Linked DNA regions of Mus musculus: all the other regions are linked to region 6. A link is a contact called in public Hi-C, HiCAR-type, HiChIP or PLAC-seq and promoter capture Hi-C data. All regions are on one chromosome and are shown on one strand. The core of a region is the stretch at or near the end of the contact, and the rest is flanking DNA. Distances in the headings are between cores, read along the strand shown.

Region 1 (3,394 bases), core at 881-3,380, 820 kb before region 6:
AGCACAGTCACTGCTTGTACCATCTCTGCCAGGTCTGTAACAACTGAACATTTCTAAAGCTGCGTTCAGATTTACCATCTGGTATGGTATCAGAAATGACTGTCATAGAACCTGAAATACAATTTACCTGAAGCCCTAAAAAGCTTACTGACTTACTGGGAGGTGGGTTATTTATGCCAGATCTTCACCCGCGTAGCTTAAGCATTTATCTATTATTATAGAACTTTCTGAATGTACGTCAGGGAGTCCAGTGCTCTTGGGGTGACGGGATGTTGAGTAACAGGTGCCCTCTGTGTGGGTGAGGTCACATTCACCACTACAGGTGGTGACGTCGTCAGCTCTGAGGACGCACGCACCCGTCAGTTACATCTCTGTTGTGGGGTCGGGAGAAGGTGAAAGGTGTGTCAGCGCTGAGGCAGCAGTGAACTGTGACATTTGAGACAGGATCTCCAATGATGAGGTGCTGTAGGTCTGTCTTATCTGAACTCACTGCATAACCCAGACAGACCATGAGCTAGTGACAATCCTCCTGCCTCCGTCCTGGGACTACAGGTGAGAGCAGCCACACCCAGACCTTAACTGCCTCTAGACATTACCTTAACATTTCTTACAACCAGAGAGGGCCTGTTACCTCTGGCTTCCATACTGGCAATATTTTAATGTTTCCCACTTAAGACTGTATTGTTCTTACAGTTAACTGAATTTGCTATGTTCAGTTTAACTGAGTTAAGAAAACTTTCAAAAGCTCTGATACGGTGGCACATTCCTTTAGTCCCAGCACTCTGGCGGCAGATCTCTGAATTGGAGGCCAACCTAGTAGTCTACAGAGGGAGTTCCAGGACAGCCAGAGATACACAGAGAAACCCCACCTTGAGGGGTGGGGGTGCAGTGACAGCAAGAAAGAAAACTTAGGAGGAGTGTCTACCTGGTGCAGACTGCCACTGGGGGCTGAGTACCCTTTGAAATACTTTACAAGCCTTGTGTCCCTTCTAATCCATAACAACCCATGAAGTGGGCATCAATCACTGCTGTCCATTTTTTATTATTTATTTAGTTTTTAGAAGGTGGTCTTGTGAAGGGAACTCCGGTAGTATTTCTTTGAACACCAAGAAAGTAAAACTGATACAGTAATAGAGATCCAAGCCCAGGTGTCTCAGCCTCAGGCTCCTAAGAGGGCACTCCCTTCAGTGAAAGCAGCTTGGGTCCCTGCACATTCCACATAGTCAGGCTGTGGAGTTTTGTTTAATGCCTCCCTCAGCCGTGGTCAGTATCTAGAACCCTTATTCTGTAATGTGGGATGTGACCACTAGGTGGTGGTATAGCAAAAGACATAGAAAGTCTGGTCTCTAATCCTAAACCAGAAATCTGTTGGCTCACTTGATAAATACTACTACTGAAAGGTATGTTCAGAAGCTTAGATGAGTCGTCTGCTTTGTGGGGTCTCTGCTTTAAAGGCCAAGGAAGGGTGGGGGCGGGGAGGGGGGGTCCGAAGGGAAATAATTCTTCCAGGTCTTAGGAGGTTGGGGTATGAAAAAGACATTATAGTGTTTTTAAATACATCTAGCCAAGGAGGTGATTTTAGAATTACAGACTGTTGGTAGGTGTTTCGGGTAGACTGTATCCTGACAGCGGGCCAGCCTGTCATTAGGTGTGTCCGGTGTCCTGGAGTGGGAACGGCAGCTGTATGTGAGCTGAGTGAGTAGTCAGGGAGCCTGTCATTAAAATGGCTGAGTAAGAGATGCTGGCTGCAGCCTTAATGAGCATTCTTATTCAATAATTTAACACACTGAAATTGAAAAATCCTCCAAACCAGTGGCTCCTGGGGCATTGTGCAGCTCTCCTGTTGTGCTTCGTGAGTAATGGTTGGCACCAGGGCGCCACTAAATTAAATTGAGTCAGCGCCTAAATGGTTCTGGCCTGGGTATCAGGCGTAGGTTGGCCAGGATTCCGCTTCCCTAAATACGTTTTGCTGACTTAGACTCATTTGTAATTATTGTTCATTTCATTTGTGTTTTTTTTTCTTCCTCTTTTCTCTCTCTCTCTTTTTCCTTCCTGTCACAATGATAACAATTTAGCATTCCAGCGCAAAAAGAGTCCTTTTTTGAGAAGCAAAAGCAAGGACAAAGACAAGTCTCCATTGGTCCATCCAGCTCTCTCTAAACGCCTGCGGTTCTGGTCTTCCTCTGACATCCCATCCTCCCCTAACGAGTCTGCCTCTTTCTCAGACATTGGGGATTTCTGATCCCCTCCTTTACCATGTGTCTACATCATGTGTCCCTCCTTCATTTCAAAATTCAACCAACAACCAAAAGAAGTTAGTCCCTAAAGGCCACTCGGTCCCTAGCGGACCCCTGTCCCTCCCCCAGTTCCAAAGTAGCCACCGTGGATTCTGATTGCAAACTAGAAGATGACCTGTCATGTTTCCTGGACTGGTGCTTCGGCACAGCACAGTAGTAGGGGACCCCCGGGATGTACGTGCAGTAACTTGTCCTTGGGCCAGGAGATTCATGCTAAGTAAGTGACGTGACCTCATGCTCCGCCCCCTCCCGCATCTGCAAGCTTCTCTCGTGCCCTTGTGCAAAGCGGAAGTGGCCAGTTGTCGCTATGCTTCCTAAAATGCCCACCGGCGGGTGAGCCACCTTTCTAAAGATTTACTTGTAAGCAGCTGAACCTTGTCCCCTCTCTTTGTCAGAGCAGAGTCACTGGCTTCTGCCCCCGAGCCCGCAGTTCTGTGTTCTGAAGGATTCACTGCTCTGTTGGAACATTTTGAGTAATTGAACCGATTTTGCCAGACTGAAGTTTTATGACTGTGCTGCAATTCTCTGGCATCTCGGATGGTGAAATCCAAGCCACAGTGGACAGAAAGCATATCAGGACATGAGCCACACCCAGAGCAGGGGAAGATGGTGACCAGAGAGGTCACCCCACTGTCATGTCCCCATCTTGAGCCATTCTTACACCCCAGGTCTGATTTGGGCCATAGCCCCCTGTCTCCTATGTGCAGTTTTTACATATTCTCCCTTATTGCCAGTGCCAATGCACTCAGATGGAATACAAGTGTCACCTTAGAAATCAGGTGGCCATAGTAAACCTGCACCTGTGACAGTGTTAAGGTCATCATTGCCACTGACTTCAGCTTGTGACCCTGTCTTTAAGAACTCCAAGCCATCAAAGCTCCCGGTCCCAGAGTCTGTCCTCCCCGCATGCTGTTAGAATCGTGCTTGTCTCTGTCTGGTGCTCCTGCTGTCTGCCCGCCTCACCTCCCCCTGGACCTTCATTTCCGCCTAACACAGGAAGGCCTGTCACTCATTTCCACTTAACACAGGAAGGCCTGTCAGTCACTGTTCAGTCTGCCAGACTTGTTTCTTGCTTCTCATAAGGCTGTCCTCCAGAA
Region 2 (3,735 bases), core at 309-2,808, 880 kb after region 6:
TACCCTTGTGCCCTGTCCTGCTTTCCCCTGAATCCTAAACCTAGCTAAAGCTTCCTCCTTTCTTCCAGTGGGTAACACTCAGTCCTAGTCGTATATGTTCTGCCTCAAGGGCATAAAATTAATATAGAAATGACATTTTATGTAGTGGAAGCCTTTGATACAACAGTGCAAATGGCTCTGCTTTGGGAAGTCAGCAATCAGACATGAAATGGTACCATTGGGCTGCTCACTGGGACAGCACTCTGGCTTTCTGCCCTGCCTCCCACCCCCAAAATCTAACTCTGAAAAGCGACGCAAAAAGGTATTTGGAAGAGGACAAGGAACTGTGGTTATTTTATGAAGACTAGCTCTCAGATTCACACAGCAGCATTTTTTCCACCTTTTTAAAAGTCTTAACTCAGACAAGAAAAATTGGATGCCTTCCCCCAATAGAGTCTCTGAACTGTACTTAATGAAAGCTTGGGTAACTCGTTTGGATTTTGAAAGACAGAAGACCCTGCCCGTTGCTGACTAGGGTTTAATTGCGTAATGAGGCAGCCAATCCGATTTTTATCTGATTTAGACGCCTTGCAAAATAAGCTCCCACAGGTCTGCCCACTTTTTGCCAACATGTCCTGGCAACTTCTGTTGACTCTGTTTACTACAAAAGTGATTGGTTTCATAAAGGCCCGCTGACTCATTTTTTTGTTTATTTGTTTCTAGTCTAAGGTAGCCTAGGCTGACTTGGAACCCCCCCCCCCCCTACATAGCCAGGGATGACCTTGAACTCCTGATCCCCCTGCTTCTGGCTTGTATTGTGCTAGGGATGGAACGCAGGACTTTGTACATGCTAGGCAAGCAAGTCCATGAAGATGTTTTCATTCCAGTCTATCGTGAACAGTGGCCACATTTGCCCTTTCTTATCCTTTCCAGTTCCCCGCCTCCCTGTCCTGCCAGTCCCTTTCTGTCCCCAAGTCCCTCCTTATCTATTTATAGAGTGAGTGTGGATGCATGTGTATATAAAACCTATGTTCTGCATGTGAAGGAAGACATACAGTATTTGTCCAGGCTATTTCTCTTAATTCTCCTCTCTTCAAGGGACTTGGCTTCTTTACCCAGGAATTCATTCAGAACTCTGGCCCTGTGGTACACATCAGAGAATGGAGCCGTATGGCTCCTGAGGAGCTGGCTGTAGCCTGTATTTCTTCTTTTAAGAAAATACCCTATGTTGCTAGAAGGTGTTCATTCACCTGATTTAGTTCCCACCAGGCTGAGAAGGGGGCAAAGTACAGAAAATATGGTTGCCTCCTGTCAGATCCACCCACCTCCCCAGGCAAGTACAGTGCAAGGGAGACCTGGGTGGGTGGGTCAGGGTGAAGGGCCTGCCAGAGAACCCCTTAACAATCCCCACCTTCACAGCCGTAACTGAGAGAAGACTCTCACTAAAGCTGCTGTCTGCATTCTCCTTCTGCCCCAAAGCTCACAAACTAGGCAGGTTCCCAGCTTGGAGCTGGCTGGTGGAAGCCCGGGCTCTTGTTTGCTGTGGAGTTGTCTGGGCAGCAGAGCAGAGAGACATGAAGAGATTAGTCAAAGCAGAAGGCCCAGAAAGGGCAGTCCTCCCAGCCTGGCCAGGAGGGATCCTGTATTGGGTAGAGGAGGCAGGGGCCTGTCTCCAGCAAACTTATAGGTACCAAACCTTGTCCTTTCTAAGATAGGCTAGAGGCTGTAACCTAGAAGATAGTGCATCTACTTTGGAGATTCACACAACCAACCCCTGGCTGCAGATAAGGAAATTTTCTCATTTAGCAGATAAGGCAATAGAGGCCATTTAGGCTGGGTAACCTGCCGGGACCTGTTGTTGGATAATCAGGAAGATATCATCGCAGAGAATATACGCTGATGTATTTCTTCATCTTTAACAGTTTCCTAACTTCTTGAGATGTGTTCTCCATAGTTTTGTTTGCATGCTGCCCCTAAGGGACTTAGGTTTTTTTTTGGTTTCGTTTCGTTTTGTTTTAAATCTTCAGGGATCCCTGGAAAAAGCTCAACACATGGTAACAACATGTACAATATGGTAATAACAGTACCATGTGTGTGTGTGTATGCGTGTATGCGTGTGCTGCATACACTTGCTGGCATAGGTGCGAGCGCGTGTGCCTGTAGCTGCTCATGTGTGCACATACATGTGGAACCCAGAGGCCCATGCCAGCTTCCCCTGGTGTCTTTCCACCTTTTTTGTTTGCTTGTTTTGACAGTTTCTCACTGAACTGTTTTGGCTGGACCGGCCTTAGGGCTCTACCTGCCTCTCACCACAGATAGGGTCATACATGCCCCCACGCCCAGCCTTCTGCCTGGGCTCTAGATTCCTAACCTCAGGTCCTGCTTCTTTGGCAAGCACTCTGCTGACTGAGCGTTCTCTCCAGTCCAGAACCATCTCTGTTTCTCAATAACAAACGTGTTAGGGTTGTGTTGGGTAGTTACAAACTCTTAGTCAAAAACCACACTGCACGTTAGTGCATGTGAAAGTTTCACAAGCACCCGAGACCTTGGGACCCTGTTTTCTGTCACCAAGGAGGAGGATATGCCGTTCTCTTGTACTGACGCTCCAGAGGGAGGCCTCTGCCCAACGGGTCTCAATCCAGCTCCTTTCTGTATCCGCGCCTCTCATAGAGTCCCATAAAACTTCCAGATCCTTCCCAGAAATACACACCTCAAGCAGCTCCCAGTAAGCCCTTTATGGACTGAACTCCTGACCCAGGTCCCTCCTTCCCTATCCTCTTGGCCTCCACATTCAGGTTTGCCCCTTCTTCACACAGGAGCTGCCTCTGTTTGGCTCTTCATAGATGCTAATGAGAAATAGAGGGGGGGGGAGGGTCCAGCTCCTGAGGGGAGGGGGGAGGACAGGCTCTACAGCTGCCTGCTGTGAAGGACTGAGTGAGCTCTCTTCTGCCACCTTAGTGAGTGTGTCCCAGATGACCTGGTGGAAGTAAGCATTGAGCGTCCTCAGAAGTTTAATCTCTGAGATTGCTCCCAGTTTGGGCTCTAATACAATGTTTGATGTACAGTGGTGTCCGTTGGTTTTATGAGACACTATATAATAGAAAGTATTGCTATTTTTAAAACGAATCAAATAAATTAACATCTTAAAAAGAATTTCTTTACCTGTGTGTACAAGGCCCAAGTGGAGGTCAGAAGAAACTTGGAGTTACTTCTCCCCCAGTAGGTGAGTCCTAGAGATCCAACTCCAGTCAGTCACCAGGATCAAGGCAAACCAGCCAAGCCAGCCAAGCCATCTTCCCCACCCCAAGTGTGAGTGTGTGTGTGTGTGTGTGAGTGAGAAATGGAATCAGTAATGAAATCCACATTGGATTCATTAGCTATCCTTTTTGTTTGTTTTTGCAAAGTGCTTAGAGAAAATAGGCAGCTAGACATTGTGGAGAAATGCAAAAAAAAAAAAAAAAAAAAAAAAAAGCTATTGTGTTCTGCAGCCCCAAATGGACAGTTTCTTTGGAGAATAAAATTAAAAATCACCCCCTCCCGTCCCCTTTTTACTTCTAAATCTTGCTGAGTAGGACTAACCCGGGCTGCCCCTGAACTTGAGCCAATTCTCCAAGTTCCTCGGATTCGGTTGTCTGTGTGTGACGGGTTCTTGTGTAGCCCACGCTGGCACACAGCTCCCTATTTAGCCAAGGATGCCCTGAGCCCCTAAACCAGAGTGCTGGGGTGTCACAAGAGTACTGCCACACTCAGCTTATG
Region 3 (3,636 bases), core at 396-2,895, 890 kb after region 6:
CGCCATTTCTCTGGCAAGCACCACCTTACCTTATGTGCATATGTGCGCTAGGGATGGAAACCAGGACTCTGACGGAGCTCTATTACCCAGCTCTGTAGGATCATTTTAGTGGGCTTTTTAAAAAGAAAGCTTTTACCAACATTCTGTGAAAGTGTAGCCACACCCTTCTCGAGGGCCCAGGCCAAGAAGGCTCTCCAGGGTCCTGGCAGGCACCACTGGGATGCCCATGAAGGTCACCAGAGGACACACTCAGAGACAGGAACAGCAGTGGGGACTGAGAACAAGAAGAGCGTGGACACTGGCTTCATATCTGCCTTCCCATCTGGAGGTCAAGTGTAAGCACAGTCAGTGGCAGGCTGCAGAGCCCCTAAAGATTGGAACCGTGCCATAGTTAGGGATCATGTCAAATCCATCATCTCCTAGTGGACACAACCAGAGGGAAGTATATCCACAGGTCTTTTTAGCCCATTCCAACTATAGCTTTATTTTCCTCTACATTGCCCGGTTGGGGTTGGGAGTGGTTTTGCAAGACTGGGTTTCCCTATGTAGCTGTCCTGGAGCTTGCTCTATAGCCCAGGCTGGCCTCAAACTCAGAGGTCAGCCTTCCTCGGCCTCCCAAGTGCTGGGATTGAAGATGCGTACCACTACTGCCTGGCAACGTTGCTGGTCTATTGCCTTGAGATTGGAGGCAGTGCCTCGATCCCTAAAGGGAGAAATCATACAGAGCCAGAATGATGACGATGCTGTCTCCCACCCTGCTACTGTTGCCCCAGGCCTAGGTATGAATCCTCAGTAAATGTATAAAGGCAACAGCCAGCCTCCATGATGGAGAACTGGCAGCGTGCATAGTGAAGCTCGTGGTTGTGTGTCCCTCTCTCTGTGGGTTCACACAGACCTTTTCCCATGGTCAGGAGCTGGCCAGCCTGGCTTCTGAGAACCCCATATGTTTTCTGCTGCTCTCTTCCCTGGGGCTGGGTGCTGTGACCAGGCTCTGTTTATAGAGCCTCCTCGCGCCTTGCTATTTATAGCTTCCTGCTTCACCCCTGAGCTGCCCCTCTGAGTGGCAAGCTACCCACCTCCTCTCCTGGCACTGTTCAGTCCTGGCAATTAACAGGCTAGCTTGGTTGCTAGAAAGGGCTCCCCCCACCCCGCTTTGTCATTGTGCTTTGTAGCCACTGCACTTCAGGTCACCAAGTGGCAGCCCCTTAGATTTCTTCCCTGTTTGGCATCCGAAAGTCTAAGCCAGGGCCAGCACACTGTCTCTAATGCTCAGTGAGTTTTAGAAAAGAGTCTGCCTGAGACGCTAGTGAGAACCCAGGAGCCCTGTGCCCCCTGCAGGGGTCGGACTGCAGTCCCGAGGGTCACCCCCTCTTGTTTCAGTTGTCTACTGCAATTTGCAGAGAGGCACAGTTAATTAAAGCCTTGGCTTCTAACAGTTCGTGCCCCTGGTGTCACTCAGTGTGTGGGATACATTCTGCAAGAAGGGCCATCGCGCGCAAAATGCCACTTCCAGAACAGCCAAGAGCATGGCTGTCTACTCATCTTACCTTCTGAAATCAAAATCTATCCACCTACTCCAGTCTCTCCCTAAAACGTGGTGGTGTAGACGGATCTCAGCTGCTCGCATCTCCTGAATCACCTGCCTAGTAGCTCCCTTGACAATCCTTATGAATCATCTTTAACCCCTGTGGAGAAACTAGGTCACCATAAGCCATCTCCAAAGGCTTATATAATCCTTGGTTGGAATTTTCCCAGAGACGGAACTCTCAATAATAAACAAAACAGCAGAATGGACCAAGAGGGGTGGGGAATGCTGTCTGGAACCGGGGTATATGTCCTTTATATAGGGCTCCACAGAAGAAAGACCACAGGAAACAGGTTGTGCCCTGCCTGCCCTGCCTGCCGTGACAGCCCTTCCCCAGCCTGCTTCCAAGCAAGCAGGTGGAAAGGGTGCCTTCAGGGGAGGAATGATGGCAGGAATGGCCTGCTGCTCTACTTATGGCCTCTCATAGTGTTAGCCAGGGCTGCCCTCCAATGGCAGAGCTGCAAGCTCCCTGCTGAGGTTAATTTTAGACCTTGCAAAGACTAAGGGAGATGCATATCAAAGAGCGAGGCAGGTGAAGTGCTGATGGCCAGCACAGTGTGCAGGAATGTTTGTTTTATGCCTCGGACCTTTCAGAACAGAAATGAGCTTTAGACCCTGGAAAGTGGCTCCGTCAGTAGTACTTGTGTGAGCACCTGAGTCCCAGACGTGGGGTTTGGGGTTAGGGAATACATGCCTGTAATTCTGGTGCTAGGGGGGCAGGGACAAGCAATCCCTAGCTCAATGGCCATCGAGTATGCACTGATCCATGCTGCTTCTCCCTGGCCAGGTGTGAGTGTCACAGTCTAGCTGATTTGAGAAGGCCTTGGAGACATTTAAGAAAACCAGTAAGTGCTGGGGAGTCTGGTGCTGAAGCCTGTGCAGTGGCTCCAGCAACCGTTCTCTTCTCCCGGGTTGCTGGGAGAAAAGATGGGAATGCTGTCGACCAGAAAGGGATGCTTAGACCTCTTCTACTGAGCACACAGAGTTAGAAGTTGCCTTCAAATGTGTATTTTCTTTAGTATTTGACTGAGCTGCCTCCTAACTCCATCTCAGAACGTGAGGTGATGGGTTGTGTTGGTCTTTGAATGTATTGATTTTTTTTTTTCAGGAGGTGCATAGTGAGAGAAGGGGTCTTAGTCAGGGTTTCCATTGCTGTAATGAAACACCACAAACAAAAAGCAAGTTGGGAAGAAGGGGTTTATTTGTCCAGGTCATAGTCCATCATTGGAGGAAGTCAGGTAGAAACTCAAGCTGGGCTAGAACCTGGAGGCAGGAGCTGATGCAGGGGCCATAGAGGGGTGCTGCTTACTGGCTTGCTTCATGTGGCTTGCTCAGCCTGCTTTCTTATAGAGCTCCAGGACCAACAGCCCAAGGATGGCGCCACCTACCATGGGCTTGGGCCTCCCCCATTGATCATTAATTAAGACAATGCCTTACAGCTGGATCTCATGGAGGCATTTCCTCAACTGAGGCTCCTTCCTCTCTGATGACTCTAGCTTGTGTCAAGTTGACACACAAAACCAGCCAGTACAGAAGGGAAAGAAAGATGCTAATTTTAGGCTAAGGGCAGGCGACTGGGCTCATATTCCTGCCTAGTGTTCAGTGGAAAAGGAGACGGCTCTCAATGCCTTTTTCCACAGAGCCATTGTGAACTGGCTGTGCCAGTTTCCAGAGACCTCATTCCTGACACTTGCGGGTGGGGACAGAAAGGAGAAGAGATGGAGGCACACTTAAGTGTCACAGCTGGCTCTTGGCAGCCAGTGAGCGGGCACATGCATGCTCACCATCTCAGTCTGGAGTGTGCTGCCAGTGAGGAAAACCAAGAAATGGCAGGGACTGGAGGCCAGACTCAGCAGCTCCCCTGAGAAGGAGGGCTGGGTTCAGAGGGTGAGCCACCTTACGTAAACGTTCCCAGGCAGTTTCAAATCTCAGGCACACATCTGCTACTGCTGCCAGGTTGCTTTGAAATGAATACAGCACATTAATTGGGAAGATGTGTATGTAGGGTTAGGGCTAGCTACCAAAGGCATAGTAGACTGGAAAGAATTGAA
Region 4 (3,274 bases), core at 491-2,990, 780 kb after region 6:
AGTAAAAGAAAGAGTCGAAGTCCACTGCATCCAAAGGCTTTCTTGTTCTTGAACGCCACCATTGGAATCCATCTTGTTTTCTTCATCCTGCAGAATAAATGTTCACACATTTTTCTTGTAGTTCTTTATGTATGGAAAATTGACGAGGGCTAACCACTTTTGGATTTGAGTATTTTTTTTTTAAAATCATTGTGGGTAAAGCAATGTATTTTGCTACCACTCATCAAAAAGAAAGTGTCTCTAAGCAGGAGCCCACATTGTACGTACACACACACACACACACACACACACACACTGATCAGATGATCTAAGGCACAGTGTGGCACACTCAGGATCAAGCAGTGACTGTCTTATAAAACTGAATGGCTGCCTGGCTTCCATGGATTCGCTTCTAACAGTTAGAATAGGCCTTAACGTTGGAGGTCTGCTAAGACAAGAATTGGAGTCTGAAAGGAGATGCACCGTACAGTCCTTTTGGTTTGTGTATGCCACATCAAGCCAGCTGCCTGGGGGACAAAACACAACAGGTCCGAGGCTCTTTTCAGTCACCTCAGCAGAAGTGTTGCTAACGAGAGAATTATCTGCAATTAACGTGGCAGGCCATTGGCTCCTTCTCAGTTACTTTTGGATTTTTGCTGTTATTCCTTCCCAGTTTTTTTTTTTAAGTAAATTTGATAAATATATATTAAAGGTTGAAACCTAACCTTTCCATGTATGTAAGTGTGTATTGTAAAATAATGCTCACAATCAGGCTAATTAATGTTTCCCCCTCCCGTGTGTGTGTGTGTGTGTGTGTGTGTGTGTGTGTGTGTGTGTGTGTGTGTGTAAAGCTTAAGGCCTACACACACTTAACAGACTTAAGTTTATAGATGTTATTAGCTGTACTCACCTTTTTGCATGTGAGATCTTAAATCTCTCATCATAATTCCAAGTTTGCATCCTGCAACTGTTTTCTCCCACCTGCTCTGGTGTCCTTTCCAAACAGTCGCTGCCCTGGTCCTCGCTTCTGGACTTTTCAGCCACGGTGTCCTAAATCTTTAGTGGGTTTTTATTTGATCTGATAATCTCCATTTTATTTTGTTCCGAATAGAAATTTGTTCTTAAAAGGAAACAGATTAGTGTTTCAACTGTGGATAGGAGTGGGTGCTGTGTATCTTTTGGGAGGTGCAGCTCCTACGGTTTGTGCTTATTTCTGTTTCTTGCAAAGGAAAACCCATGCTAAGATTTTTCGTCCCACATCACAGAATTGCTGGAGTTGACAGGACTTTTCCGTGACCCAGTGTAGAGCTCCCCAAAGGGCTTGGTAGGACCACCTGCAGTAGACATTGGGATGCCCCTTTTGATTTTATGTGACTCTTTTCATGGTCAAAAATTGGGGGGAGTGCAACTCACGGTGTTTCTTTGTAGTACTAGAGAGTTCTCTACTTTACGAAACTGATACTTTAAAAAGTGATGGTACCCTAGTTATTAGCATAGTCTAAGGGATACCAGTTTGGAAGAAAACAAATACCTAAAATAGCGTGTCTTAAGTAATTTGTCACTCTGTGGTGGCGGTGAGATCAGTTTAGTGCCTGGGACTCTCTCTCTTTCCGAGAAATAATGGAGTCGGCAGCAGCAGATGTTGAGAGCTCGCTCACCGTAGGGCAGGGTTTTGTGCACCTTGAGTTTCAGTTATGTCTGTGTGCTTGTGTGAAGTCAGTCAGAACGAAACATCTATTTCTTACTCCAGAAGACAGCCAAAAGTTTCTGGAGAACACCAGTCTAATTCACTTCCTCTTTACATGGAAAAACACTTGAGTCTCCTGTGGGGGTTATGATCACTTGCAGAGGTCGACCAGAGAATCTGAGGCTTTTATCTTCTCTCTCCCCCTTCATTCAGCACACTGGCTAAGTACACTTAACACCTTGTTAAACGACATCAGTGCTGGTGCAAACAACCCAGAGGCCATCCGTAGGTGGTCAGGCAGAATGTGCACGGGGAAGCACTAGTCAGCCTTAAAAAGGACGTGCCGCAACGTGGATGAGCCGTGGAGACACTGTGCTAAACAGCCTAAGGAAGCCCGTCACAGAAATCTCCTCTGTAATTTTCTGTTTGGGATGATGCTCTGGAGACAGATAGGGGTAGAGTTGATTACACAATAGGAATGTCCCAACCGTCACCTAGCTGCACTTAAAAAAAAAAAAGTTCAGATGGCAGCTTCATGTTATGTATGTTTTAGCACCCTCCCTGGAAAAGGCACAAAGATTTTGTTTTGCGTTTTAGCACCCATCCCTTCCTTTGGTTCCACCCCTTTAGGGGTGCAGGTCCAGACAAGAGGATGCAAACAAGACAGGTTCCTTCCTCCTAGGGACCCCCAGAGCGCAGCATCCAGGGGCAGCCTTAAGGCTGGAATTCTCTGCCCACATCTCCACAGCTTGTCAGGCTGAGCCATGGTCTCATCTGCACTAGCGGTCATGATTGCAACCGTTTGTGTAGCGGTTCTCTTAGTTTCTCCATCCTTTGGGTGATGTTTTGCCCTAACCAGTAGACAAATGGCCGTAATCTCCGTTTATTCTTCCTTTTATAAGCTCTGCAGGCACTCTTGCAAATAGCAGCTGAGATGGCAGGTTCCTGGGCCTGAGTCACTTAGAGTGATTTCTCTGCAGATCCATCTCTGCTTTTGCCCTACTTTGAGATTGAGAATCAAAATAACTGGATGAACAGAAGTAGGCAGGGGCAACAGGCTCCTGGAAGTTGGATGTGTGTCTTTTCTCTGAGCCGAGTAACATGTTTGAGACTTTAATACAAAGCAGTTTCTGTGTGCATAAAGTTACCACAGCTTGGAGTCACCTGCCGGCCTTGAGGATTTTGGATACTTTCTTACTGCAAGCACTTCTTTGCTTTTGACCCCCCTCCCCCTCTACCAACCAGGTCTGTGTTTCCAGCAACCCTGCCAGAACCTCCGTAGCCCCCAGATCTTCCTCAATACAAAGCGCCCCCTTTGGCTCTGCCAGTGGTTACTGGGAGCTAAGGAGCTTCAGACATCATTTGTTACATTGAGACTGCCGTGATAATGACTTTGGAACTCCTAGCTTGCCTGTGGGGGTCTTGGGTCGACTCTCGTCTTTCCTACGTTAGCTCTGCTGGCATTCAGAACTGGAGATTCTTTAGACATTTAGAAGCATACATAATCTCCACCCGTGAGATACCAGTTACACTCTCCAAGATCAAAAAGAGGAGTGGGTGGTGGCTGGTGTGCCCAGGATGCCAGAGTAACACTGGTGGAGGACCACC
Region 5 (3,593 bases), core at 931-3,430, 730 kb after region 6:
ATATAGTCCGGGCTGTCCTGGAACTCACTCTGTAGGCCAGACTGGCCTTGACCTTGGAGTTCTGCCTGCCTCTTCCTCCTGAGTGCTGACTAAAGTTGTGCACCATCATGAGTAACAATCTGACAGTTTCCCCCTTATGCATAATGGCCTCTTATTCCCGCTTTCTAGAGGATGCTGGTAACTAAGCTCTCTGCAGGAACAGTACTTGTTCTTGGGAGCCATCTCTCCTGCCCGCCTTTGGATTAACTCTTAAGGGACAGTAGTGAGTCTTCATTCATTATCTGAGAAGAGAGTATGACAACTGAGAGAATGCACCCATTAGCAAGCCTCTAGGGCATTTTCTTGATTGCCAGTTGATGTAAGGGGTCCAGCCTGCTGTGGTCAGTGCCACCACTGGGCAAGTGATCCTGGGATGTATATAAAGCAAACTGAGCAGACCAGGAGGAACAACCAGTAAGCAACACTCCTCCGGTCCTGCCTGGACTTTCCTTGATGATGAACTTCAACCTGTAAGTCCAATACAATACGCTCTTACCTCTTACAAGTTGCTTTGGTCCTATTGTTTCCTCACAGCAATAGAAAACAAACTAAGTCAAGAGGGGGTGATAGTGTATAGTGTTCTAGTCCTTGGAGCAGATCAGAATGTCATGTCTCAGCCGGGCGTGGTGGCGCACGCCTTTAATCCCAGCACTCGGGAGGCAGAGGCAGGTGGATTTCTGAGTTAGAGGCCAGCCTAGTCTACAAAGTAAGCCAGGGCTACACAGAGAAACCCTGTCTCGGAAAAAAAAAACCAAAAAAACAAAAAAGACACCCCCACCCCCACTCCCGAATGTCATGTCTCCACCCAGGGCCATAGTATTTCATTCTTTTGGTCAGGAGGCCTAAGACAGGACAGTTTCAGTGTTTTCCTTTCTGGATGTTACCAGGGCAATAGGAGGTGAGGTCCAAGCAGAATGTAAAGGAGGGATCTCTGTTCATTTGCTTCCAAGGCTACTAACCCCTTTCTAGCTATCTAACGGGAATCTTTTCATTTTTTCCCTTCTATTAAAAAGTATCATTATTTTATATGTCTAGTGTTTTGCCTGCATGCGTGTCTGTGTACCACGTGCTTGTCTGCTGCTGGTCGGAAGATGGTTCGGGACCTCTTGGAACTTGAGTTACAGACAGTGTTGCGCCACCATGTGGGTGCTGGGAATCAAACCTGGGTCTTCTGGAAGCACAGCCAGTGCTCTTACCTGCTGAGCCATGGATCCTGCCGTCTGGTGGAATTGTCAAGTTAGCATCCTCGGTGGTCCTCCCGAAATCACTGTGCTCCCTTTAGCTGTGCTCCAGGCTGATCCTGTCCATCTGTTCCTTCCAGATAGGCTCTTTCTTGGTCTGCCTGCATGAGAGAGAGATGTTTCTTGTCCTCTTAAATAAGCTAGTTATTGTTTGCTTACTTGCCCAGTCACTCATTCATTCATTTATTCATTCAGCAAACTTGATAAAGCCCCCAGCTTTCCATTTTGAAGTCTACAACTAAATATAGAAAGATAAAAAAGCAATTGTATTGTTATTACAGCGAAGCTGCTGTATACCTTTTTTGTACGTTGTTAGCCTCAGTAAAATAATTTAACCACTGGGGGTTGTAGTTCGGAGGTAGAGCACTTGACGACCATGCTTAAAGCTCTAGGTTTCGTCTGAATCCCGAGCTCCATCCACTGTTTGGCTGTGGGTGTCTGTATCTGTCTGAGTCAGCTGCTGGGTGGAGCCTCTCAGAGGACAACATGCTCCTGTCTGCAAGCATAACAGGGTATCGTTAATGATGGGTCTCAAGTTGGGCTGGTTATTGGTTTCCCATGCCTGTATTACTTGTCGACAGGATAAATTTTGGGTTGAAAGTTTTGTGGGTGGGTTGATGCCTTTATTGCTCCACGGGGGTTAAAGGATTGTGGGTCCCAAAGGGGAGAGGAACTCCACAGGAAGATCAACAGAGTCAACTCACCTGGGCCCTTGGGGGCTGTCAGTGTCTGAACCACCAACCAGAGAGCCTAACAGGCTGGGCCTAGGCCTTTCCGCTCATGTGCAGCAGATGTGTGACTTGTTCTAAATGTGGATTCTGAACTGCTGGAGAGGGGCTGCCCCAAAAGCCCTGCACATGGGTTCTTCTAGCTGGGCTGCCTTGTCTGACCTCAGTGGGAGAGGAAGTGCCTAACCTCACAGAGACTTGAAGTGCGAGGGTTGGGGGATACCCAGGGGAATACCCAGGGGACCCCCACCCTCCCAGAGGAGAAGAGAAGGGGAGGGGGAGGGGGAGGGAGGAGGATTGTGGGAGGGAGCTGACCAGGAGTTTAAAAAAAAAAAGCCCTCGGTTCAATCCCTAGTGGGTGGGACTTTAAAAACCACGATTCAGAAGGAAGCTCTAGGATGGTTTCCTTATAGTTTGAGAGAAAAAGAACAGGGCAGCTGGGCAGTGGTGGCGCACGCCTTTAATCCCAGCACTTGGGAGGCAGAGGCAGGCGGATTTCTGAGTTCAAGGCCAGCCTGGTCTACAGAGTTAGTTCCAGGACAGCCAGGACTACACAGAGAAACCCTGTCTTGAAAAACCAAAAAAAAAAAAAAAAAAAAAAAAAAAAAGAACAGGGCAGGCGAGTCGTGCTTCCTGCTGGCTGCTGTGAGACGGAAGATGGAGGAGAGGGAAAGCAGGAGCCATGCGTTTTGAGTTGGGGTCCAAGAGAGTAGGAGGGTCAGCAGTGGACGTTGGCAGGTGGCTTACAAGGGGGAAGAGGGGCTTCAACAGAGAAAGGAGGACAATATCCAGACTGTCAGGGCAAGGCACATTTCCAAAGAAGGGACAGAAAGAGCCGCTCTTTCAATTAGAACTCAGAAGAGCAGTCAGACTTGGTAATGATGGTAGTGCTGGCGACTACTCTGGGGGAGGGGCTTCTGGGGCACAAGTACATTATCTCATTAGGGGAGTAATTATTCTTCCCAGCTCCATAGCATGTCTTCCGGTGAATCAGCTTTCCCGAGGGGTGGTCTCCTGTACAGGTGATTGACAGGCCCAGTTGGATTACCTCTTAAAGGAGTTGATAGAGTATGTAGTGGTTGGGACAGCGTAGAATGTCTTGTTTCCATCCAGGCAGAGATGCAAAGCTCCCATTCTGTCCTTTGGACCTGGAGGAAGTGAGTAGCTTTGCCTTAATGAGCCTCAGCAAAACCTCCGAGCCTCTACCTTTTCCTATAGTATATAGTAGATCCCGAAAGGTCGGGGGCAAAGTTGATGCCTCCCGTTCTATGCTGGGTATGGGAATAGGGAAGTAGATGCCAGAGCCCATTTTAAGTGTCTGTCCCCAAAGGCCTCCAAGCCTGCTAATGCCTGTCTAGCTACCTAACACGGTGTGAGAGCTGCTTACAGGCTTCCCTGTCCTATGGACTCTACCTACAGAACCTCTTAGCTAGTGAAACTCCAGAAAGCCCTTTGTTGATTATTTTAATTATCTGTGTCCTGTCTCTCTCTCCTCATTGCTTTTCTGACTCTTCAAGGGTCTGGCATTGACTTCCTAGGAAGATTCTGATGTTCCTCGTGGGGGTCTCACAATGCCCCTGGGAAA
Region 6 (3,439 bases), core at 146-2,645:
CACCCTAGGGAAGCACCTCTCACTACAACACTGGTGGCTTCAGTACCAGGACAAAACCACCTCAGAAATGATGCCAAGCATAAAGCACATTCGACCACACGCAAGGCTCGGACCTACTCAGAGCTGGAGTTACAGACCATTCTGGAGCCTGCTGGCATGCATGGGTGCCGGGAACCAAACGTGGGTTCTCTCAAAGTGCAGCAGGTGTTCTTTACCCCTGAGCCGCTTGATTCTCAAAGCCCCCTTGATACACAGGCAGATAAAAGGACCAAGGTCCAGGGAGGTTAACGGCCCTGTATATTGTCACAAAGCTTGTTAGACAGAAATCACACTAAGTTCTGCTGTCTCTCAAACCCAGAGGGTTTCTCAACTGCTCTAGAAAAGAAAGGATTTGTGCCCCACCAATGGTCACTGGCTGTATTTCTGTTTCCTCATTAAAATGGGGACATTAATAATAATCTTCGGGGTTGTTCTAAGAAGTAAGAACAACTCTGGGGAAATGCCTGGCGCATGTTCGGGATACTTTTTGTTTGTTTGTTTGTTTGTTTGCTTTTCCGAGACAGGGTTTCTCTGTGTAACTTTGGCTGTGCTGGGACTCACTCTGTAGACCAGGATGACCTCGAACTCAGAAATCCACCTGCCTCTGCCTCTCGAGTGCTGGGATTAAAGTCGTGCGCCACCACCGCCCGGCTTGGGATACTTTTCAAAGTCATCACCGGTCCTTTGTGTGCTCTGGCCTTCACCTACATTCAGATGCATTGGCCTGGCAGCTCATGATTCGGGCGGACTTCAGGGTTGCCTCCTTTTGCATTTCCTGACCCTCTGCCCTGCCCGGGCTTCGCTCAGCTATCAGTACAGATTACTCCCTTACAACCTTAATTTAGGCCTCGATTTAGATTTCACATCCACGAAGGGTCCTTCGCTGATACCCTAACAAAACCAGCCACCTTCTTACAACACAGCTACGTAACGATCTGGCCCGGTCCTGTTCCCTGACATATTTATTGTCTCCCTGCTCTAGAACGGAAGCGCCATCATCAACCGTGCTCGCCCGGTAACCTCCGTGCCTACATCTGAATCCGGCTCAACCAACCAAACCGGAGAGCGCTGAGCCGTCTGCGGAGAAACACTACGCTGGCTCTGCGGCTCAGCCGCTGTCCCCAGCGTCGGCCGGGCTGTCCCACTCGGCTTCAGCCCTTCAGCGCCTGCCTACTCGAGCGGTTCACAGCCCGGTCTCTCCCTGGGCGCCGTGCATCCTGCCCGCGTCCGCCAGGGAGTGAGATCCGCTCCGACCCGCGATGAACCCGAGCGTCACATCGCCTCGTCCTCCCGCCTTGGGGCGCATGGATGTTTGAGACGACCAGCCGAAACCCTTAGTCACTCACCATCTTCCTTCAGTCCTCCAAATCGCCACCGCCGGAAGTGCATCCACCAAAGCGACCCGGACAGAACGGAAGTAACTTTAAAAAAAAAAAAAAAAAACAGGCTACGGAAGCCTATCGGGACCAACTTCCTCACGGGCGAAGTTGAGCACGAAGGGCTTATTTCGGCGGTTTGGTACAAGGATTGGTTAAACATGTGGGCACTTAAAATAGTTTACTCGAGGGAATTCTAAGTAGCTGATCTTGGGCTTTTGTCAGTAACTTAAGACAATGATCTTGGACGTTGGAGACTTGGGGAAAATATGAAAATTTTAGAAATTTAAAAGGATGCAAAATTATAATTGGGAAGAAGTATTTATGTCAGGCAGGAATGGCGCTTGGGACTGAGAAGTTGATGTGTACACAGCATTTATGATCTTCTTTAGTTTCTGAACTTTGTAGCTCTCTTGAAAATAGTTCTTTGCCGAAAGAGATCTAAATGTGTGCTTTTTTTTTTTTTCTTCCCTCTGATGACAAGGGACTGATGATGGTGGCTAATACTGTGTTAAAATTACCCTTGAGGCGCTGGAGAGAGGGCTCAGCAGTGAAGAGCAGGGGACCCACATGGCAACTAACAACCATTCAGGGCACCTGTAAGCACGTGATGTGCAAACTCATACATGTAAACATAAACAAAGTAATTAAAAATTAAAAAAAAAAAAAAGACAGGACACTGAATGTGGAGAGAGTCCAAGTATCACTGAGGAGGGACACAAACTGGGGCTTGGGGCCCCAGGCAGGTGTTACACATTGTTATTAATTAGTGTTATTAATGTTAACGATAAATTCTTTAGCTTGTCCATGTAAGTACTCTTTGTGTTCCTATTCCTAAGTAAGAGTTTGAGGGATAGGAAATCTGACTCCCTAATTAACAGCTACTTTGAACAAAAGAACTGGTTAGTCAAACAGCCCGAAGGACCTGGCTATTTTGAGTACTCCACAGACACACTGAGAACTATACACAATCCCAGTTGATGGCCTTAGCCGTTCCCAACACCTTGTATCAGACCTTTTGCTATCATTCAATGAATTTCAGAAGACCCTGCCATCATTTCTACCTAGCCCAGGTGGGGCTATTTCCCCTGATGGTCCAGCAGACAGAAACTGTGTGTTGTAAGGTGAAGGTTAAAGGGACAAGGTGACTGGTGCCAACACAAACCTTCATCAATACCCACGTGTGCTATGGTTATCTGAATCTTTATCTTGCTATATATACAGGCTGCTCCAAGCTTGCTGGGTGAGTTGGCTGGAGGACACTCCATTGCTGCCTCCCTGGATGTTGTAACATGAGGCTCAATAAAAGACTTCCTTTGGTCTTGTCTTGCCTGCTTTGATGGTAAAGGGAGGAAGTTAAATTTACTCTTGGGAGGCTGGAGACATGAACTGGTAGCACAGAGAAGCAGCAGATGTGGTGAAGGCAAAGGCGGTGGACCAACGGTGGCAGCAACGTTTAGATGTGTGATTGGGCGCTGAACGGCAACTGGATTGTTTGACAGCAGTGTGAGACAGAGGGAGAAGGGGATGGAAGCAGAGAGTTGTAAGAAGGCGAGAGCTGTAAATGGCTCCAGAGTGGGTAGAGACATGAGGACTGTGAGTTGGAGACCAGCCTGGTCTACGTAGCAAGTTCTAGGCTAGCCAGGGCTACATAGCCTCTGTCTCAGAGGCAAAAAAGTTACAAGTGGGAAGATTTAAAGGGTTCTGGTCTGTGTTAAAAGTGGCTTCAAGGCCAGCATTGCTTGGGATGCCTAGGAGTGTGACCCAAATATGACCGAAAGGACAGGAGGCTCCCTAAGAGGCCGGCACACACAGAACCGATGACGCTTAGGACTTGCCTTCTGTGGGACAGACAACGTTCAGAAGTGCCACAGTCACGTGATTTTAAAATCTCCTTTCTGCCCATCTACACAGTCGTGGAGGGAACTCTCCCTCTTTTCCACCCACACCTTCCATCTCCCTAAGCATCCGGAGAGACTTCGATAACTCAGCTTGCTTTTACTTATCTGTCATGGAGTAAACAT
Region 7 (3,795 bases), core at 350-2,849, 790 kb before region 6:
CAAGATTTACAACGTTCACTACACTCACACATACGAATACAAATTAGGAAAAAAAAAAAACAACGATGAACATTTTCAGGCACAGATAGTTTATTCTGGAAAATTCCATTTGTGAACATTTTTCAAAAAGGAGGGACTTCACAATGGGAACCAGAGAGCAGGCTGAGCCAGTCTCTGTCAGCACCAGAAGAGAAACACCCCCCACCCCACCCCCGCTATTTTGGCTGCTCTTGTACCTTCTGCCTTCTGTGAAAAGTCCCACCTAGAGCAGTAGTTCTCAGCCTGTGTGTCTCCACCCCTATAGGATTGAGTGACCTTTTCACAGGGGTCATCTCAGACCATTGGGGAAAACACAGATATTTACATTATGATTCGTACAGTCGCAAAATTACAGTCATGAAGTATCAATGAAAATAATTTTATGATTGGGGGGTAGGTCACAGCATTAGGAAGGTTGAGAACTACTGACCTAAAGACTACATCCTAGCACCCTGAGCTACCCAAAGGGCTTGGCAGCCACTGACATAGATCTACTCTGTCCCTCTCTAGTCTACACCTCGGTTTGCACTCCATCTCTACCCTGTCTCCCTGTCTCAGACTTGAGCTTTGCAGACCCCCCACCAACCGGTTCAGACATTTATTTCATAGATTCAAGCATGGGTCTCGCAGACAGGCAACTGCATGCCAGCAATCCTACCAGGCAGTGTGAAGACCTCTGGGAAGTGTATCAGTGAAGTCACCAGCCCAAACTGGGAAAGTTCAGAAAATGAGAGGCAGAGGCAAAGGGTCTTGGGGGTGGGGGGTGGGGGGCGGGGGGTGGGGGTGGGGGTAAGACCCACAGGAGCCCAGGTATGCACTTGTGAGAGACCTAGATACAAGGTGGCATAGGGTGGGATGTAGATTTGAATCTCAAAGGCTTCATTAAGTAAGTGGGTGGCCTCGGGCAAGCTATTTGTCCTCTCGTGCCTCAATTTCTCTCCATTATAAATGGGAAAAATAGTAGCACTTGCCTCGTAGAGTTAATCAAATCAACACGTTTAGGTGCGTATAACAAGGCAAACTGTGACTATTTGCTATTAGTGTTTAGGGCAGTATGTAGGGCAGAGGACAGTAAGTTTTCCTTGATGTTTCCATAAAACCAGAGAAGGTCATTCATTATGTCCTTGACTATACCCGCTGGCTCTGGGACAGGGTCTGGGATCCAGAGGCTAAGCCCCAAGCTTCCAGCAGGTAGAGAAAGGCCCAGAACTGTGACACCCACCTCATTTAATGAGTGGATACGTTAGAGACCGAAGATGAACGCAGAAAGGCTCTCTACCTTCCTCCCAGCTTCCCACGTTGGGTTTCAGCGTCCCTGGGAGCGCCTGTGGCTGAAGAAGTCCCCTAGTGCTTCAGCAGCTTGGCTTCTTCCGCAGAGCCAGTCTCTAGGTCAGGATGCTAGCAGGGAGGGGGATGGGGGTGCTGCACCTCCGGGACCGGCGAGCGCTCAGGCCACCTCGGCCCTTCTAGCAGGCGCCTCATCTGTGGCTTGCGGTCAGTGTGAGCTGCAGGGCGTGGACCGACAGGTCTGGCTGTGCCTGACTAGGGTTGGGAGCGGGAGGAATCTCGCACAACGTGGCCCAGAGTGGCTAGGAGAAAGGGACCTGCGTGCCTTGCAGGAGTCCCCAGCCTTTCCAGGAGGCGCACGCACTGCACCAGAGGACATCAGGCCCGCGTCCCAGACTGTCGCTGCACAGGTATGTGTTCCCGCGAGCCAGGCTCCTTCCTTTTGCCATGGTTACTGGTCGCTGGCTTACCAGGGTCGGGAGAAGCGAGGTCTGCTGGGTTCTGAGTCCTGCTCCGGAGCGCAGGGTCGGGTGTGCTTGCGCTCCGGGCCGGCCAGCAAAGGATGCGGGAGCGGCGGCACAAGAGGCGGGCACACCCCCAAACACCACCGTATGCGTGCGGTGAACCCGCAGAATTGACTGTGACCGAAGTCAGCAGGGAATGTCTGCCCTGGAGCGCCAGCGCCCCGGGTCCCTCTCCTGGGTCCAGTGTCTCTTTATGTGGTCGCCACTGGGTTTAGCAGCCGCCCCCGCGGCTGGCTCCGTGGCCACCTGGTAATTTCTTCACCCTCAAAAAAAAGTATGAGACCTCTAACCCTTCATTTACCCAGTTCTGGTGATCTAAAGATTGCATTGGGGTCCTTTTCTATTCACACTCGAGTCTTCGTGGCCCTTCTTCCAACAGGCTCAGAGCTCAAACGCTGAGACCCAAACAATTCTCATGTCCTTACCTTCTGCTCTGGGGGGTAGGGCGGGGAGGGGAGGTTGGGTGGAGCTGGCCCACTGCCAGTCAGCAGGAGCAATAATAACACTTGCTGGTCTGAACGCTTAAATCCCCTCTGGGAATCAAATGTCCGGGAGAAAAAGCTGTGTCCCAGGTCTGGATGAAGGAACAGGTGGACGAAAGCGTGACAGGCGCTAAGGCAGCAAGCCTTCTGGGGTTCAGCACTGGTTTGGTGCCAATGTGCCAGAGGCCTTGGGCATGTCTTGCTGTGAGGGGGTTGGGAAGGATACCTGTGGGTAGATGAATCAACCCTAGAGTTTAATGAGGTGGCATGTGGCAGTCGCTTGCCCTCCCATCTGACACAAATCATATAGTCAAGGCTACGACCTGCTTCATTCTTTTGGCCCCCTGCCTGCATCTCCACCTCTCAACCCAGAGGGAGAGGGGAATTTCCTGAGCTCAGTGGGCTGGGCCGGCTGTATAGGGACCTCTTTCAGTTCCCTGGCCAGTTCCAGAACTTCATGGCTCATTTAAAGCCACTTCTGTTCATTAGAGTTTGGGGCTCCTCTTCCTCTTTTTTTTTTTAAATTTGTTTCTTCACCCTTTCTCTCCTTTCTACTCCCCAGGGGGCTACATGCACGCCATGTGCATTGCTGGTCCGAATGCCCTCCTTTCAAACTTCAGTTGACCCTTCTAAGAAAAGAGACTTGCCTCTAGAGCTCACTCTCTAGTGTAGCGATGAGACCACACACAGGCAAAGCTTGCACCTCCACATAGATGCCAACTCTGAGAATTCCCCTCCCCACCCTCTCTCTGCTGCAGCTTCTTGTTGAAAGGCACACAAAAGGAAGAGATTTATCGGACAGGGACTAGAGTCAGAAGGACTGTTAAGCTGAGATCTCCAGGGGCTTAGCATCCAAATTCCTGTTTCAGCTGGTGGACCCCAGCCAATGTACTTTCCCTCTCTGAACCTTCATATATTGCAGGGAAATAGAGATGACAATACTTACTTGATAGAGTGAATAAAAATAAATAAAATTAAATAACCCTGCAAATGAGTCCAGTACATGGTAGACCCTAAAGTGTTTTGGGAGATAAGAATACTAATGTTCCCACTAGCCACTGTGGCAGAGCAAACCACTTTAAATGTGTGAGCTCCAGCTAGGAGCAGTTGATGGCTTCTGTGGGAGGAAGACTCAGTCTTCTTTAAGGGGGTGACCCATGCGTGATAGGTCAACTCTGATCCACACATAGAAGTGGGGCTCATACTATTCCTATAGATCTGAATGGCTCCTTTTTTTCCCTGGGGAGTAAGCAACAACGTGTGGAATAAATCCAAATCCCGGAAGAGTTAAAATGTATACCTCTGGGTGGCCGAAGAATCAGAATAACTGTTGATAGGGGATAGCAAGATTGAAGAAGGTTGAATTCAAATCCTTCATCAGTTGACAGTATAGTAGTCCCTGCAGCTAATGCTGGAAGACACAGGAGTAAAGGGCAGCTTCAATAAGACAGCACAAATTGCAT

Evidence for each region. Promoter capture Hi-C pulls out the DNA fragments that hold promoters and counts their contacts. Hi-C and Micro-C count contacts between places; a contact is called where the count stands out from the background. HiCAR-type assays count read pairs that join an accessible place to other places. HiChIP or PLAC-seq counts read pairs in DNA pulled down with a chosen protein or histone mark.
Region 1: an H3K4me3 HiChIP or PLAC-seq map of bone marrow-derived macrophages shows a contact between it and region 6, with 11 times the contacts expected there. The contact joins the enhancer-like site here to the promoter of Psmc1 in region 6. A contact is called at or near these places in 8 of 39 promoter capture datasets (the 3T3-L1 cell line, 3T3-L1-derived adipocytes, the C10 cell line and 4 more), 1 of 484 Hi-C or Micro-C datasets (pre-B cells), 1 of 115 datasets of contacts at active chromatin or transcription factors (bone marrow-derived macrophages) and 1 of 9 other capture datasets (liver).
Region 2: a contact with region 6 is called in a promoter capture Hi-C map of liver, with 2.7 times the contacts expected there. The contact joins the enhancer-like site here to the promoter of Psmc1 in region 6. A contact is called at or near these places in 3 of 39 promoter capture datasets (hippocampal neurons, liver and pre-B cells), 1 of 115 datasets of contacts at active chromatin or transcription factors (stem cell-derived neural progenitor cells) and 2 of 9 other capture datasets (embryonic stem cells and liver).
Region 3: a contact with region 6 is called in a HiCAR-type map of astrocytes, with 3 times the contacts expected there. The contact joins the enhancer-like site here to the promoter of Psmc1 in region 6. A contact is called at or near these places in 3 of 39 promoter capture datasets (hippocampal neurons, liver and pre-B cells), 1 of 115 datasets of contacts at active chromatin or transcription factors (astrocytes) and 1 of 9 other capture datasets (liver).
Region 4: a promoter capture Hi-C map of pre-B cells shows a contact between it and region 6, with 4 times the contacts expected there. The contact joins the enhancer-like site here to the promoter of Psmc1 in region 6. A contact is called at or near these places in 4 of 39 promoter capture datasets (hippocampal neurons, liver and pre-B cells), 1 of 484 Hi-C or Micro-C datasets (cortical neurons) and 3 of 115 datasets of contacts at active chromatin or transcription factors (astrocytes, embryonic hindbrain and large pre-B cells).
Region 5: a Hi-C map of B cells shows a contact between it and region 6, with 5 read pairs. The contact joins the enhancer-like site here to the promoter of Psmc1 in region 6. A contact is called at or near these places in 9 of 39 promoter capture datasets (the 3T3-L1 cell line, embryonic stem cells, frontonasal cranial neural crest and 4 more), 9 of 484 Hi-C or Micro-C datasets (B cells, CD4 T cells, the G1E-ER4 cell line and 6 more), 8 of 115 datasets of contacts at active chromatin or transcription factors (astrocytes, extraembryonic endoderm stem cells, large pre-B cells and 5 more) and 1 of 9 other capture datasets (adipose tissue).
Region 7: a contact with region 6 is called in a promoter capture Hi-C map of hippocampal neurons, with 4 times the contacts expected there. The contact joins the promoter of Gpr68 here to the promoter of Psmc1 in region 6. A contact is called at or near these places in 6 of 39 promoter capture datasets (the 3T3-L1 cell line, the HPC-7 cell line, cranial neural crest and 3 more), 1 of 484 Hi-C or Micro-C datasets (embryonic stem cells), 1 of 115 datasets of contacts at active chromatin or transcription factors (memory CD8 T cells) and 1 of 9 other capture datasets (liver).

Annotation. Positions count from the first base shown.
Region 1 is chr12:100,924,332-100,927,725 of GRCm38.p6, reverse strand. The region is part of intron 25 of Ccdc88c (coiled-coil domain containing 88C); the gene reads left to right. Among named protein-coding and RNA genes, the nearest start is that of A630072L19Rik, 12 kb to the left of the region's middle. Within about 2 kb of position 2,130, at least 46 of the 459 cell types and tissues checked have an H3K27ac peak or open chromatin away from gene starts, as enhancers often do. A contact at or near this core is called in bone marrow-derived macrophages, where this site is marked.
Region 2 is chr12:99,231,359-99,235,093 of GRCm38.p6, reverse strand. The region is part of intron 4 of Foxn3 (forkhead box N3); the gene reads left to right. Among named protein-coding and RNA genes, the nearest start is that of 4930474N09Rik, 70 kb to the right of the region's middle. Within about 2 kb of position 1,558, at least 37 of the 459 cell types and tissues checked have an H3K27ac peak or open chromatin away from gene starts, as enhancers often do. A contact at or near this core is called in liver, where this site is marked.
Region 3 is chr12:99,214,035-99,217,670 of GRCm38.p6, reverse strand. The region is part of intron 4 of Foxn3 (forkhead box N3); the gene reads left to right. Among named protein-coding and RNA genes, the nearest start is that of 4930474N09Rik, 53 kb to the right of the region's middle. Within about 2 kb of position 1,645, at least 38 of the 459 cell types and tissues checked have an H3K27ac peak or open chromatin away from gene starts, as enhancers often do. A contact at or near this core is called in astrocytes, where this site is marked.
Region 4 is chr12:99,324,752-99,328,025 of GRCm38.p6, reverse strand. All of the region lies in intron 3 of Foxn3 (forkhead box N3), which reads left to right. It overlaps Gm46371 (a long non-coding RNA gene), which reads left to right. Exons shown (of 2, transcript XR_001780668.2): 1 at 1-3,274. Among named protein-coding and RNA genes, the nearest start is that of Gm46371, 4.3 kb to the left of the region's middle. Within about 2 kb of position 1,740, at least 40 of the 459 cell types and tissues checked have an H3K27ac peak or open chromatin away from gene starts, as enhancers often do.
Region 5 is chr12:99,379,663-99,383,255 of GRCm38.p6, reverse strand. All of the region lies in intron 2 of Foxn3 (forkhead box N3), which reads left to right. Among named protein-coding and RNA genes, the nearest start is that of Gm51999, 11 kb to the left of the region's middle. Within about 2 kb of position 2,180, at least 49 of the 459 cell types and tissues checked have an H3K27ac peak or open chromatin away from gene starts, as enhancers often do. A contact at or near this core is called in B cells and memory CD8 T cells, where this site is marked.
Region 6 is chr12:100,108,158-100,111,596 of GRCm38.p6, reverse strand. Psmc1 (protease (prosome, macropain) 26S subunit, ATPase 1) reads right to left here and starts at 1,395. Exons shown (of 11, transcript NM_008947.3): 1 at 1,386-1,395. The coding sequence starts at 1,388.
Region 7 is chr12:100,897,184-100,900,978 of GRCm38.p6, reverse strand. It overlaps Gpr68 (G protein-coupled receptor 68), which reads left to right and starts at 1,599. Exons shown (of 3, transcript NM_001177674.2): 1 at 1,599-1,736. It overlaps Gm36572 (a long non-coding RNA gene), which reads right to left. Exons shown (of 5, transcript XR_381840.4): 2 at 3,633-3,795; 3 at 1,262-2,558.